Regions from separate parts of the Macaca mulatta genome. Here region 1 is linked to region 2. A link is a contact called in public Hi-C data. All regions are on one chromosome and are shown on one strand. Each heading gives the region's core, a stretch centred on a gene start, on an enhancer-like site or on the middle of the called end of the contact. The rest is flanking DNA. Distances are from core to core; before and after follow the strand shown.

Region 1 (6,942 bases), core at 2,589-5,088, 50 kb after region 2:
TTTGACAGACCTCAGGGGCCTGCGCCTCACATGGGGGAGGGTTAAATTCAGACTGAAAGTGCCCTCCTCCAACCTGTTTCAACCCCAAACGCTGCTACTGGGCATGGGGTAGTGGGAGCAGGATTTAAGGACATCTGCAGACAGGCCAGAAGAAACAAACCAAGGTCCCTGGGCTTCTCCAGGAATCCGCAACACACAGCCCCACTGCGACGGCAGGTAAACCGAGGCCCCAGGCCTTCACAGCACCCGGTACCCCAGGGCGCTCCGGCATTCCAGCCTCACTGCACCTGCCTGGGCCCTGTGACTTCTGAGGACCAGCACCCTCTGAGCCTCCATCTACCCAGCTGGAAAATGGGCCTTTCAGGGTCAGACCCAACAACCTGAGACTCTGAGGGAGCCGCCCCACCCTCCCCACCGGGCCTGCCTGCTCCGAGGTGATAACCGTGACAGGCACAATGGTGGCGCTGCCGTCTGCTGAGTGGCCCACAAATTCCCACTCAATCCTAACCCGGCCTCCTCCTGGCCCAAGCCCGGCTCCTGGCATCTTAACTTCAGCACCCACGTGTGACTAATTAAACACACAGTCGGTTTCATGCCCGTGTCCTCTGCCCACCAGGGCAGTCCTGTGTGGGGAAGGTGGTGCCCACCCTGTTCATGCAGGCTTTTCTGCTCAGTAATAGGCACCCCCTCCTTTTTTCCTTGAGGAGTGGTCTTTATCGCCCCGGAGGAAGAGCAGTGGCGCGATCACAGCTCGCCGCAGCCTCCACCTCCAGGGCTCAAGTGATCCTCCTTGCCTCAGCCTCCCGCGTAGCTGGGACCACAGGCATATACCACCTCTATTAGCTAATTTTTTGAGTTTTGTTTTTGCTTTGTTTTGTTTTGGTTTTTTGAGAAACGGGGTCTCACTATGTTGCCTGGGCTGGACTTGGAACTCCCGGCCTCAAGCGATCCTCCCGCCTCAGCCTCCCAAAGTGCTGGAATGACAGGGGGGAACCACTGTGCCCAGCCCCCTTCCAATTATTGAAACAAGGTCTCCAGGGTCTCACTGTCATCCAGGCTGGAGCGCAGTGGCCTTTTACTTAACTTTTAATTTTTGTATCTTCAATGGAGGAAGCGACCCTGATCAGGTCCATTTTACAGATCAGAAGATCAAGGCCGGAGCTGGCTTACCCAGCCAAGCTGGGGGCCCAGGACCACGCCCCTGAGGCCTCACTTTCCCCATTTGTACAGCAGTGGACTGTAGCATGCTGCGTCCGGGTGAGATCCCCATGGCGCACCCACTGCCTTGCGGTGTCAGCCTCCTGCCAGAGCAACGCACACCCCCAGCCCCACCGGAGCCTCCCATCCAAACAGCTGAGGCTCCATCGCTGACGTATTCAGCAAACACTGTGCCCTGAAAACCTTCCCGTGAACTGTGGGGCAAAGGGGTGTCGGGGGCTGGGCAGGGGTCCTGGCTCACCATGCTGAAGTCCAGGAGGTCACTGAGCTCCTTGTCTGTGCCCACAGGCGCCATCCTCTGCGGCTGGTTCATTCTCCTGGGGCCAGGGCGGGCACCTCAGGCCTGGAAACCCTGCATGGTGGACGTGGGGACAGATGGACAGGGAGAAACAGGGAGGAGAAAAGAGGTGTGAGTGGCCAAAACACAGAGTGGGGAAGCCGCCTAAAAAACCCTCAACTGCCCTGGGGTCTGAGTTCCAGCGGAGCCCTGGGAGCAGGGGCAGGGAAGATGGAATTCCAGAGTCTGGGTCCCCGTAGAGCCCTCCCCAGAGGCCACCGGGAGTCTGAAAAATGGGGGGAGGGTGTGCAAATATAAACTCCCTAACTCCCCCAGAGACCACCAGGGCGTCAAGTTGCCAAGTTTAAACTGCACGCAGGGCAGCCAGAACCTCTCCTTTCCCCACGTCTCTCATTTCCAACCACCCCCGGGTTTCCTCTGAGGCCCCCCTACTCCCCTGGGAAGAGGAGGAACAGCCCGGCCCTACCTCACTCCGAGGGAAATTTGGTGATCCCCCCACCCAGACGTCACAGCCCGTTGAAGACAAGGTCGCCCCCAAATTCGACATGAAGGAAATCCACAAGTCAGAAAACCACGAAACTCTTTTACAAGCTTCACAACTTAAAGTGGGGGGGCGCACTCTATGCAGGGACCAGTAAAGCTTCCCTCCACCCTCAATCTCCCTCCCCCTAAAAAACCCTAACAGTGTTCAAAAAAGAAAAAAAACAACCCTAGGTTGCTTTACTGTCACGATGTATCCGGGAATTATTTTTAAGCAAAACTTTGACAACATCCCTCACCCGCCCTCCCTGAGCGGGGAGAGGGTCCCAAGACCAGGGTGCCCCCGCCATTCTAGAATGGCGGATGGGGGATCCACCTGCCAGGACCCATTCCACCCCCAGAAAAAGGTACAGAGAAAAATCTCCGTCCCAAAGAAATGCACTCCAGGCCCCTCCAGTCTCGACTTTCCCCAGGGGTCCCCAGGTGGGGACGGGGGCAGCCCGGGAGATACCTCCAAGGCTGGGGGTGGGGAGGGGCCTCCGAGGACGAGGGAGACCCAACTTAGGCAGCAGAGAAATCCCCTCTTTGTCTGCCAACTGGAGGCCGGGTGTGAAGCGGGCGCCCCAGCGCAGCCCCTCCCCCGCTCAGTTTTTTTCTTTTTTGGAGGGCGTGTGAAACTGACTTTTTTTGAGGACTACGAAACCGCACTTTTTCGTGGGGTAGTTGAAACCGATTTTAAGACAGACTTAGTTGGGGGGGGTGGCGAGCTGAAACGGGCATTCTAGGGGAGCTGGAAGACTTCTGGGGCGTCCCAAGGACTTTGAGAGACTTGGAGGATGTTCGAAGCCACTTTGCGCGGCGCCGAAGGGGGGAGCCCTGAAACGCCTTTTTCCCCGGGGGCGGGGGGGGGACGGCCCGGGAAGCCGGACCCCCTCCCCCCCCGCAGCCGGTGCAGGCGGCGCGACCCGGGAGCCTTTGAAGCTCGCAGCGCGGCCGCCGCCTCGCCCCGCATTAACGCGGAGCAGATGTTCCCCGCGCGCCCCCCCCGCGGCCCGCCCGGCCCCGACCAGCGCCTGCAGCGCGCGGCACCTTCCCCGCGCAGACAAAAGGACGCCCCTCCCGCGCGCTCCCCCCACAAACTCCGGCGCCCGGGCCGGGCCCCCTCTACCCGAAAAAGGGGGCGCCCCGGGGTCCCCGTGCGCCCGGGTTGGGGGGGGGCGGTCCTCGCGCCCAAGTTGCATAGCCCGTCCGGCGCCCCCCGCACCCCCGCCCAGGGCTGCGCAAAGTTTCCCGAAGTGCCCGGCCCGACGGGGGCGGCGCGGGCCTGGCGAGCTCCGGGCCCCTCCACGTCGCCGCCCCCCCGGCGCCGCGCGAAGTTGGAGAACAATGACTCCCGGGCCGCGGGGCGCCCCCCGAGGCTGCCCCCGCTCCGACTTCCTCCGCGACCCCCAAAAACGCGCGCGAGGCGGGACGGGGTCCCCTGGGCACAAAGCGCGGGGGTCCCAGGCGCGCCCCCCGCCCCCCGCTGGGCTCACCTGCTGGGCGCGGCCGGGCACGCGGCGCGTGGGGGGCGGTGGCATGAAGCGGGGCCCCCCCCGGACAAAGGGGCGTCGCGGCCGGGCCCCCGAGGGTCGCGCGTGGGCGGCGGCGGCGGCGCGCGTGGCCCGGGCCCCTCCCACCCCCGCGTGGCCCGTCCCGCGGGGCCCGTGCGCGCGGCCGGCCGGGGCGCCCCTGGGGCAGCGGCGTTCGCGGTGCCCGCGGTGCCCGCCGCCGCGTCGCTCCGGCCCGCTACGCCCGCAGCCGCCGCCGCTGCCTCATCTTCCTGCGGCGGGAGACATGTTCCGCCCCCCGCCCCGCGACGCCCCGCCCCGCCCCGCGCAGGCCCCGCCTCTGCCCCGCCCCCGCGTGCCCCGCCCGGCGTCCCACGCGGATCCCTCCGCCATCTCCGGGCGGCTCGGGACCGAACGCCACAGCTGGGCCTCCAGAGCACCCTCGTAAGGACCCCGAATCCCCGCGAGGTCCAGAGCCTGGGAGCGGGGACGCGCAGAGGGGGCGGTCGGGCCACGACGTAGGTAGAAAGCACGAACTATCCCCCTCCGCGGAAGCACACACGAGCTGTGGAGTTAGTCTATTACGCAAGCGAGTAAGGCCCGTGAGATTGAAAGATAAGACAGAACAGTCTGGCCAGTCGAAAGGCGTGAAAGTCTGATGGGCGGGGATCCTAGCCATTCGTGGTGAGTCCCCGCCTCGTTTCTTTTCGGCCCCGCCCCGCGGCAGAGGCGGGACTCTGCGAGCGAGAGGCCGCGAGAAGCGGCGGGGGTGGGTCCTGGAGTTTTGTTCTCAGGTTGGCGTGGCCGCCCGCGCGGCCCCTTCGGCTTGGTTGTATTTGTGTTGATCGGGCCGGCCCTGCGTGCCGAGTGGTGCGAGCGGGTACCCCGGCCCCGAGGGGGCCACGTCGGACCCATTTTCCTGGCGGGAAAACCGAGGCTCGCTCCGGCTCTGGGTCAGAGATCTCCACGGGGAGCCTCCGCAGTGCCTTTGCCGACCCGAGTCGCCGTCTCGGTATCTGTGAATTTGGACCTGACTTTGGACAGAACTCAGGCCAGATCTGGCTTCCTGATTCTTAGTAGTCCGTGTCTACATCTTAGCAAAAAGTGACCCCGCCTAGGGCAGGGCGCGGTGGCTCCTACCTGTGATCCCAGCGCTTTGGGAGGCCGAGGCGGGAAGATCGCTTGAGGCCAGGAGTTCGAGAATAGCCTGAACAACACAGTGAAACCCCCCTATACCCATCTCTAAAAATTTTTTAAATAATTTAAAATAATAATTTAAAAAGTTGACTGGACGCGGTGGCCCACGCTTGTATTCCCAGTACTTTGGGAGGCCAAGGTGGGCAGATCACCTGAGGTCAGGAGTTCGAGACCACTCTGGCCAACACGGTGAAACCCCGTCTCTACTAAAAATACAAAAATTAGCCGGGCATGGTGGCGGGTGCCTGTAATCCCAGCTACTCGAGAGGCTGAGGCAGGAGAATCGCTTGAACCCGGAAGGTGGAGGTTGCAATGAGCAAGATGGCGCCATTGTACTCCAGCCTGGGCAATAAGAACAAAACTCCGTCTCTAAAAAATAAATAAGTAAAATAAAACAAAAATACAAAAATTAGCTGGGCGTGGTGGCATACACCTATAATCTCAGCTACTTGGGAGGCTGAGGCAGGAGGCGGAGGTTGCAATGAGTGGAGATCGTAGCACTGCACTCGAGGGTAGGTGACAGAACGAGGCTCTGTTTCAAAAAATAAATAACTAAACAAATAAATGAAAATAGCACAATGTCCCAGGGCTCCCTGGGGCCCCAAAGGGAAATGCTCCACTTCCAGCCTGGGAAGATGCCGCTATCTCGCTGGCCTGCTTGGCTCCAGCCATCCCACCCTCTGGATGGTCCAGCACCTGCTAAGCTCATCCCCACCCTGAGCCTCTACATTTGCTGTGCCCTCTACCTGGGAGGCTATTCCCACCCCTATCTGGAGCCCCTGAGTCATCACAGTTCAATGCTGCTCCTAGGCCAGGGCAGCAGGGAGGCAGGGCCACAGGGGCCCCCCACCAAAGCTACAAACCCCTCCTGCTATACACCTGGGCTGTCCACAGTCTGACCCTCTGTGCCCAGAGAGATCCCCACATGCTGCAGGTCTGGGGAGAGGGCTGTGGGTCACGGGGTCTGTGCCGCAATCCCTCATCCCTCTCCACCTCACTCTGACCTCAGGCAAGTTCATGCTACTCTCCGGGCCTCGGTTTCCCCATCTGGACAGTGGAAGGGGGGGCGTTTGGCACAGAGTAGGTGCTCACAGCTGATGCTTGCCTTCCTCAGCCACCCCCACTGAGACACCTCTCCAGAGCGAGGGTCTCCAAGCAGCTCCAATCCCACCCCAGTCTCTTCAGCCCTCAGCCCTCCCCTGTGGCCCAGCCCTGATCCCACGGGTCTGAGGGTGTCTGGGGCCGGGTCTGGCTCTCCCCATTCCAGTGCAGGGGGCTCTTGAAGGCTGGGCTGGAGCCTCACACAATGTGGGCCACTCACATTCTGGGTCCAAGCCATAGTGTGGGAGCCAGAGTCCCCCCAAGGAGCCCTTTAGTTTCACCCGTGGAAGGGAAGCAACCATCCATTCATGGACCAATTATTATTATTATTATTATTATTATTATTATTACTGTTATTATTATTTTGAGAAAGTCTCGCTCTGTCGCCCAGGCTGGAGTGCAGTGGTAAGATCACAGCTCACTGCAGCCTTGACCTCCTGGACTCAAACGATCCTCCTGCCTCAAATTCCTGAGTAGCTGGGACCACAGGCACGCACCACCACACCTAGCTAATTTTGTACTTTTTATAGAGACGGAGTTCTCCCTATAGTTGCCCAGGCTAGTCTTGAACTCCTAGGCACAAGTGATCCTCCCGCCTCGGCCTCCCAGAGTTCTGGGATTATAGGCTTGTGCCACCACGCCGGGCAGGACTATTCAATGATTAGGCTCTGACACTGTACGGGGCCTTGCGCTGGGCATTGTAGCACTGCGGATGGTGACGGACCCAGTCCCTGCTGTCCTGGGCAGGATGACCCATCAGGGACACCTTGTCTAGTCCTGAGTGTGACTCTTTCCTGTGAGGTCCTCCCGCCTGTGTGGTTCCACCTATTGTACAGATGAGGAAACTGAGACTCAGAGATCTCCTCCCTGGGCCCCAGGACACCCTGGGGCTCACGCCTGCCAGGAGGCTCTGCCGGCAACCACAAGCCACCATTGTTTTCCCCGAGGAGGTCTGTCCTGGGGCTGAGTCACTGGGTGGAGCAGCCAGTGGGGGCCCCCACTCGGCCACCACCTCTGCCCAGCCCCGAGGCCTGGGTGCTCCCGCCAAGGCCCTGGCACCGGGACAGGCAGTGAGCCATCCTCCTGACTGTGGCCTTT
Region 2 (6,539 bases), core at 3,855-6,354:
CACCTTCCCCGTCTATCTGTAACATGGGCCCCCCACCCAGTTCAGGCTGGGGTGCCCACTGAGATGGAAGCAGGGTGTGCCTCAAAGACTAACTGAGATTGTCCAGAGAGAGGGCAGGGCCCATGCTCCAGTCACACAACCCAAGGCTGTGGGGTGACCGTTCTGTGCCCGTGGGCAGGAGGTGCCAGAGAGGGCACCCAGGGCCCCACTCCCATGCAGGCCTCTCCAGGGGAAACGGTAAGGCCTGCCGCCCTGGCTCTGGGAGCCTGGAGAACCCACTCCTCGGCCACCATGCAGTCCACCCACCACAGCCTACTGAAAATTACCAGAGGGGTGTGCGAAGGGCCAGTGTAATTAATCATCTTTCTTAAACTTGCCATTGACGTAAGGTACCCAGTCCAGGATCAGCCGCCAATCGGTGGCCCACACCAGCCCCACGGCGCCCATGGCGCCCCACGTGTAGGCCGTCGGGATCCTGTGAGAGGAGAGGGGATGGTCAGGCCTGCTCTGGACGCCTTCTCCTGCCCCACCCTGGCCCCTGTCCTGAGCGGTGATGGCTGAGGCGTGGGCCTGGCGCCTGTGTCCACCAACTGCTGTGGGCCCTGCGGGTTGGCACCAACAGCACAGGCCCTGCCCACACTGCTGGCCCTCAGGAAGCCGGGCTTCTGCATCTTCAGTAACTGCTCCAGGGGCTCCCGGGTGGGAGCGCTGCTGGCGGGAGGCTGGGCCTGGGGCATGTGTAGGTGTTTGTAAGTTTGCAGCCACCATGATGATGGGTCCGGTCTGCTGCAGTCTGCAGAAATTCATCCATCCCTGCCACAGCTGCAGGACTCAGGGAAGTGCCGCCATCACAGTCCCTGTGCCCAGGTGAGGACACCGAACAATAGACAGGGCGAGGCCCTCACCTGAGGCCACACAGCTGGCGAGGATCGAGGCCTCGGGTTCCAAGCCCACGCTCTTGCCCACCACGGCGCGTGCTGTGAGATCTCCCGCAAGTTTCCTGGGACCAGCAGATTGTAGGAAGGCCCAGCAAGCCCACCTGCTGGCGTTCACGCCCTCGCACAGTGTGAACGTGGGCACAGGCTTCTAATGCGCAGAACGCAGCACGAGTGATGGGGCCTCACTGCGGAGGCCAGGTGAGAAAAGACTGACTTCAGGTACGGAGGCTCAGAAGGGGAATGCCAGCCCTTTGGGAGGTTGAGGCAGGAGGCTCACTTGAGCCTAGGAGTTTGAGACCAGCCTGGACAACAGAGACCCCATCTCTACACAAAATTTTAAAAAAATTAGCCGGGTGTGGTGGCACATGCCAGTAGTCCCAGCTACTAGGAAAGCTGGGGCAGGAGGACCTCTTGAGCCCAGGAATCAGAGGTTGCAGTGAACCGTGACTACACCACTGCCTTCCAGCCTGGGTGAATATGAGACCGTATCTCAAAAAAAATTAAAATTAAAATTAAAAAAAAAGAGGCTGGGCGTGGTGGCTCACGCCTGTAACCCCAGCACTTCAGGAAGCCAAGGAGGTCAGGAATTCAAGACCAGCCTGGCCAACATGGTGAAACCTCATCTCTACAAAAATACAAAAATTAGCTGGGCGTGGTAGTGGATGCCTGTAATCCCAGCTACTCAGGAGGCTGAGGCGGGGGAATAGCTTGAACCCAGGAGGCGGAGGTTGCAGTGAGCCGAGATTGCGCCACTGCACTCTAGCCTGGGTGACAAAGTGAGACTCCATCTCAAAAAAAAGAAAAGAAAACGACTGGCTTCCATCCTGGGCACCTTTGTGCACCCTCTAGCTGCCTCTGGAGAAGCCAGCTGCCATGCTGTGAGCTGCCCTATGAAGGGATCCATGTGGCAGAGAACTGATGGCAGCCTCCAGCTAAGAAGGAAATGAACCCAGCCAACGACCCCGTGAAGGATCTCGGAAACGGATCTGCCTGGTCACGCCCTCGGATGAGACTGCAGCCTCACAAGAGAGCCTGAGGAGTCGGCGCAGTGCACCCACTGAAACTGTGAGATAAGGAGTATTTGCTGGTTTAAGTGGCTAATTTTGGGAGACCATTTCTTTTTTTTTTTTTTTTTGAGACGGAGTCTCACTCTGTTGCCCAGGCTGGAGTGCAGTGGCCGGATCAGGTCACTGCAAGCTCCGCCTCCCAGGTTTACGCCATTCTCCTGCCTCAGCCTCCCAAGTAGCTGGGACTACAGGCGCCCGCCACCTCGCCCGGCTAGTTTTTTGTATTTTTTTAGTAGAGACGGGGTTTCACCGTGTTAGCCAGGATGGTCTCGATCTCCTGACCTCGTGATCCACCCGCCTTGGCTTCCCAAAGTGCTGGGATTACAGGCTTGAGCCACCGCGCCCGGCCGGGAGACCATTTCTTATGTACACAGCACTAGATAACAATTGCAGGCCCACTGCTGGCCCAACAGAGGGCTGAAATTAAAATCCAATTCCAGGCAGGGCATGGTGGCTCACGCCTGTAATCCCAGCACTTCGGGAGGCCGAGAGGCGCGGATCACCTGAGGTCAGGAATTCAAGACCAGCCTGGCCAACATGGTGAAACCTCATCTCTACTAAAAATACGCAAATTAGCCAGGTGTGGTGGTGCCCACCTGTAGTCCCAGCTACTGGGGAGGCTGAGGCGGGAGAATCACTTGAACTCTATAAGTGGAGCTTGCAGTGAACCGAGATTGCACCACTGCCCTCTAGCCTGGGCGACAGTGAGACTATGTCTCGGAAAAAAAAAAGAAATCCGATTCACCTCCCTGGATCACAGCGAATCACATAGCTGGGATGTTGGGGTGGCAAGGGGTGCTCCTCCTGGAGGCAGAGAAGGCGGATGAACAAACCCTGCACACATTGCCCCAAGGGCCTCACCAGAGACACTCTCCAAGTGCAGGCCCGGTGCCCGCTCACCAGCTGGTGGTATGCACATCTGCTCCTGGAACCTGGCTCAGAGGCAGATGCCACCAACAGGGCAGGAATCTTTATACCTGTGTCTTGATGGCATTCTGGGTAAGTTTGTTTGTTTGTTTGTTTGTTTTATTTTGAGATAGAGCCTCGCTTTGTCACCCAGGCTGGAGTGCAGTGATGTGATCTCGGCTACTGCAACCCCCACCTCCGGGGTTCAAGTAATTCTCCTGTCTCAGCCTCCCACATAGCTGGGATTACAGGCGCCCACCACCACGCCCGGCTAATTTTTGTATTTTTAGTAGAGACAGCGTTTCACCATGTTGGCCAGGCTGTTCTCAAACTCCTGACCTCAAGGGATCCACCCACCTCAGCCTCCCAAGGTTCTGGGATTACAGGTGTGAGCCACCACGCCCAGCCCTGGGTTATTAACCACCAGAGAAGCCTGCCATAAATATGTCCAGTGGGCCGGCCTTCTCCTCCCCTATCATCTTGGTCACCCCATGTAGGACCCTGTGGATTTGGACAGTGTGGGAAGAGCCCACGAAACCTGATTTCCACTAGCCACCGAGGAAGGATGTACAGACCATGACCACACTGACCAACGACCTCGCCACCATGAAAACCCCTTCCTCAAACCAAGCCCCAGCAGGGCCCAGAACGGGTGTGGACTGCAGGGTCCCCAGCTGGTGAACTGTGGCCCTCCCAGTCCTGAGTCTGAGACTCTGAGACACAACCCCACAGTGCCTCCTGGGGATGAGACCTGCTCCCTGGCCTCCCAAAGCCACTGTCTGGTGGCTTAGCCCTGCACGGCCCCTTGCATGCAGGTGTCTGCACCCCTTCCTCTCCCACTTATTTTAGGTCAGCCCTGCACCACAGGTCTCATTTCTTCACTTTTCCTTGCCCGCCAACCAGAATGTCCGCCCACAAGGGTTCTGTCTATTGTTGTGTCCCTAACACATAGTAGGTGCTCAATAAATGCCTGCTGTTGGATGAAAGCATGGATGACGGGTGGTTCCCACTGTGACTGGGCACAGAAGTGGACCTGCTGCACCCGGGAGGGGCTGCATTGGCTACTATAGGCTGCTGGGTTCTCAGCTAGGAGCAGGCTTCCTCATCCCAGGCCTAAGTTACCCACGCTATAAAACGCCACTATCACGTTCCCCTTGATGGTCCCAGTCAGCTCCACCGTCCAGACCCTGTCCCCAACCTGTCCCCCAGTCTGGGATGGAGGAAGTATGTTCTGGCTTCCGGACACACTGCCAATCATAGCCTTTGCTTTTTTCTTTTTTAAAAACGGGTGTTGCCCAGGCTGGAGTAAACTGGCGCAATCTCAGCTCACCGCAACCTCCGCCTCCCGGGTTCAAGCAATTCTCCTTCCTCAGCCTCCCAAGTAGCTGGGATTAGAGGCACCTGCCACCAGGCCTGGCTAATTTTTGCATTTTTAGTAGAGACTGGAGGTTTCAGCATGTTGGCCAGGCTGGTCTTGAACTCCTGACCTCAGGTGATCTGGCCGCCTCGGCCTCCCAAAGCGCTGGGATCACAGGCGGGAGCCACCGCACCCAGCCAGGCCTTGCTTCTTAGCAACCCACGTGGAAACACGAGACAACCCTACGGAGGCCACCCCCAGCCCGGCTTCTATGGGGGCCACCCCTATGCCGGCCAGCTGCCCACGTGGGATCAGGCACAGCGGCAGCTTTCACGTTCCTTGTTAAAAATCATAAAAAACAAAATAATGGCAAAGGCCGAAGATGCCGCGAGTGCTGGGCTGCGGATCGGGGCTCGGCGCCTTCTGGGCGTTTCCGTCCAAGGGGTCACCACCCGGACCCCCCGGTAGAGACGGGGAAACTGAGGCTTGGAGCCAGACATGCTGGGGTTTGGCCTTGGGTCCGCCACGTCCCGTTCACGTCGGGACGCGCCGCTCCGCCTCTCGGCCTCAGTTTCCCCCTCTGTCACCGGGCACAACAAGGGACCTGGGCCGGGCCCAGCCCCCGGAAACGCGCACAAACACGGAACGCAGCGGCGCGGGGGTGGGCCGAGGCGGGAGGGCGGATGGGGCCGCGGGGCGACGTCCTCACCAGTTCTTGACCAGCTGACGGTAGCGCGGACCCAGGAACCGGGTCACCATCGCGGCGGAGTCGCACCCTCAGGGTGACCCTGTCGGCTGACCCGGCCACACTGCGCAGGCGCGACCGCGGCGCGCACGCGCGCAGGGAAAGGAAAAAAAAAAGAAATCATCCGCCGCTATGCGCGCAGACCCGGAAGCCGCTTACAGTAACTTCCGGCGAGGGTTGGACGACCAGGGAGAGGTGGCCCGGAGTGGGCGGGGTTAGGGCGGGGCATTTTGGGCACGTGTTCTGACGGCCGATTTTGCCTCTAGGCTCCACGGGGCTACCTGCCAATGATTTTATGCGCCTAGCATGTGCCAGGACGTCCAGCGGGGTAGCGTCTTGCCCAGAGTCACACAGAGGGGAAGAGCTGGGACTGGAGCCCACTTTTGGAGGCGTCAGGCGTTGTTCCTGATTCGCTGTAGGACTTTGGCCGAGCGGCAGTGCTTCCCTGAGCCTCAAAGTTGCCAGTTGCCTGGAGGCTGTCGGAAATCACTTTGCAGGTTTTGGTTTGCGAGCCTGGGTGATTCCTCATTCAGGCAGCAGAGGGAGGCCTGGCTCCTTGCACGGTGAACGTCTCTGAATGGTCTTAGCTGATGACAGGCAGGTCCTTCTGCCTCCTGCTTTCCACCGCACCAGGCTCGCTTGGGCTCGCCTTTCTCCAGTCCCTGCTTCCTCTGCTCTCCCACAACCCGGCGCAGCACCGTACATGTTCACTCAGCTCCCAGCTTCCAGCCTCCCCATGCACACCGGGCCGGTGTGGGCAGAAGGAAGAGGGGCACATTCCCAGACACCGCCATGGCACTTTTCTGTCTTTTCCCCCATTTTCAGGAGTCGCCTCCCTCAGGAAGCCCTCCTGGACTGCCTGACCCCCAGGCACCTTTACAGCATGAAAGGAAAGGCCATAACCTAGACGGGGAACTGGGCGTGATTTGTCCCTGGGGTGCCAGCCTCATTTGCAGGCCTCGTGATAAGGAACGGACACCATGGGTTCGTCTGTCTGCCCAGCCTGGCCTGTCCTGCTGGGGTCGGCCCTCAGTACTCTCCAAGCCTGCAGCTCTCTCGGGGCTGCGGGTGCTAACCCATCCCTATCCCTGGTCAAGGACTCAAGGTGGGAGCCGGAAATAGGTTTTGGATACCACAGTCTGGGCACTGTTTCTTTTTTCTTTTTTTTTTGAGACGGAGTCTCGCTCTGTCATCCAGGCTGGACTGCAATGAGGCAATCTCGACTCACTGCAACGTCCACCTCCGGGGTTCAAACGATTCTCCTGCCTCAGCCTCCCAAGTAGCTGGGACTACAGGCACGTGCTACCATGCCCAGCTAGTTTTTGTATTTTTAGTAGAGACCGGGTTTCACCACGTTGGCTAGGCTGGTTTTGAACTCCTGACCTCAAGTGATCCAGCCACTTCAGCCTCCCAAAGTGCTGGGATTACAGGCATGAGCCATCGGGCTGGGCGTTGTTTGTAGAACTTTCCAGTTGCCTTGGGGTTTTTGAGCTTGGGATCAGAGAACACCTGAATAAGACTCTTCC

Evidence for each region. A called contact is a pair of places that touch in the nucleus more often than the background predicts.
Region 1: a Hi-C map of cortical neurons shows a contact between it and region 2, with 2.7 times the contacts expected there. The contact joins the promoter of TCF3 here to the promoter of UQCR11 in region 2. A contact is called at or near these places in 3 of 14 Hi-C or Micro-C datasets (cortical neurons, fetal cortex germinal zone and liver).

What each region holds. Positions count from the first base shown.
Region 1 is chr19:2,346,430-2,353,371 of T2T-MMU8v2.0, forward strand. TCF3 (transcription factor 3) reads right to left here and starts at 3,839. Exons shown (of 21, transcript XM_077979006.1): 1 at 3,798-3,839; 2 at 3,532-3,668; 3 at 1,460-1,570. The coding sequence starts at 1,531.
Region 2 is chr19:2,294,858-2,301,396 of T2T-MMU8v2.0, forward strand. It overlaps UQCR11 (ubiquinol-cytochrome c reductase, complex III subunit XI), which reads right to left and starts at 5,105. Exons shown (of 3, transcript NM_001257804.1): 1 at 4,978-5,105; 2 at 327-475. The coding sequence starts at 5,027. The coding sequence ends at 355.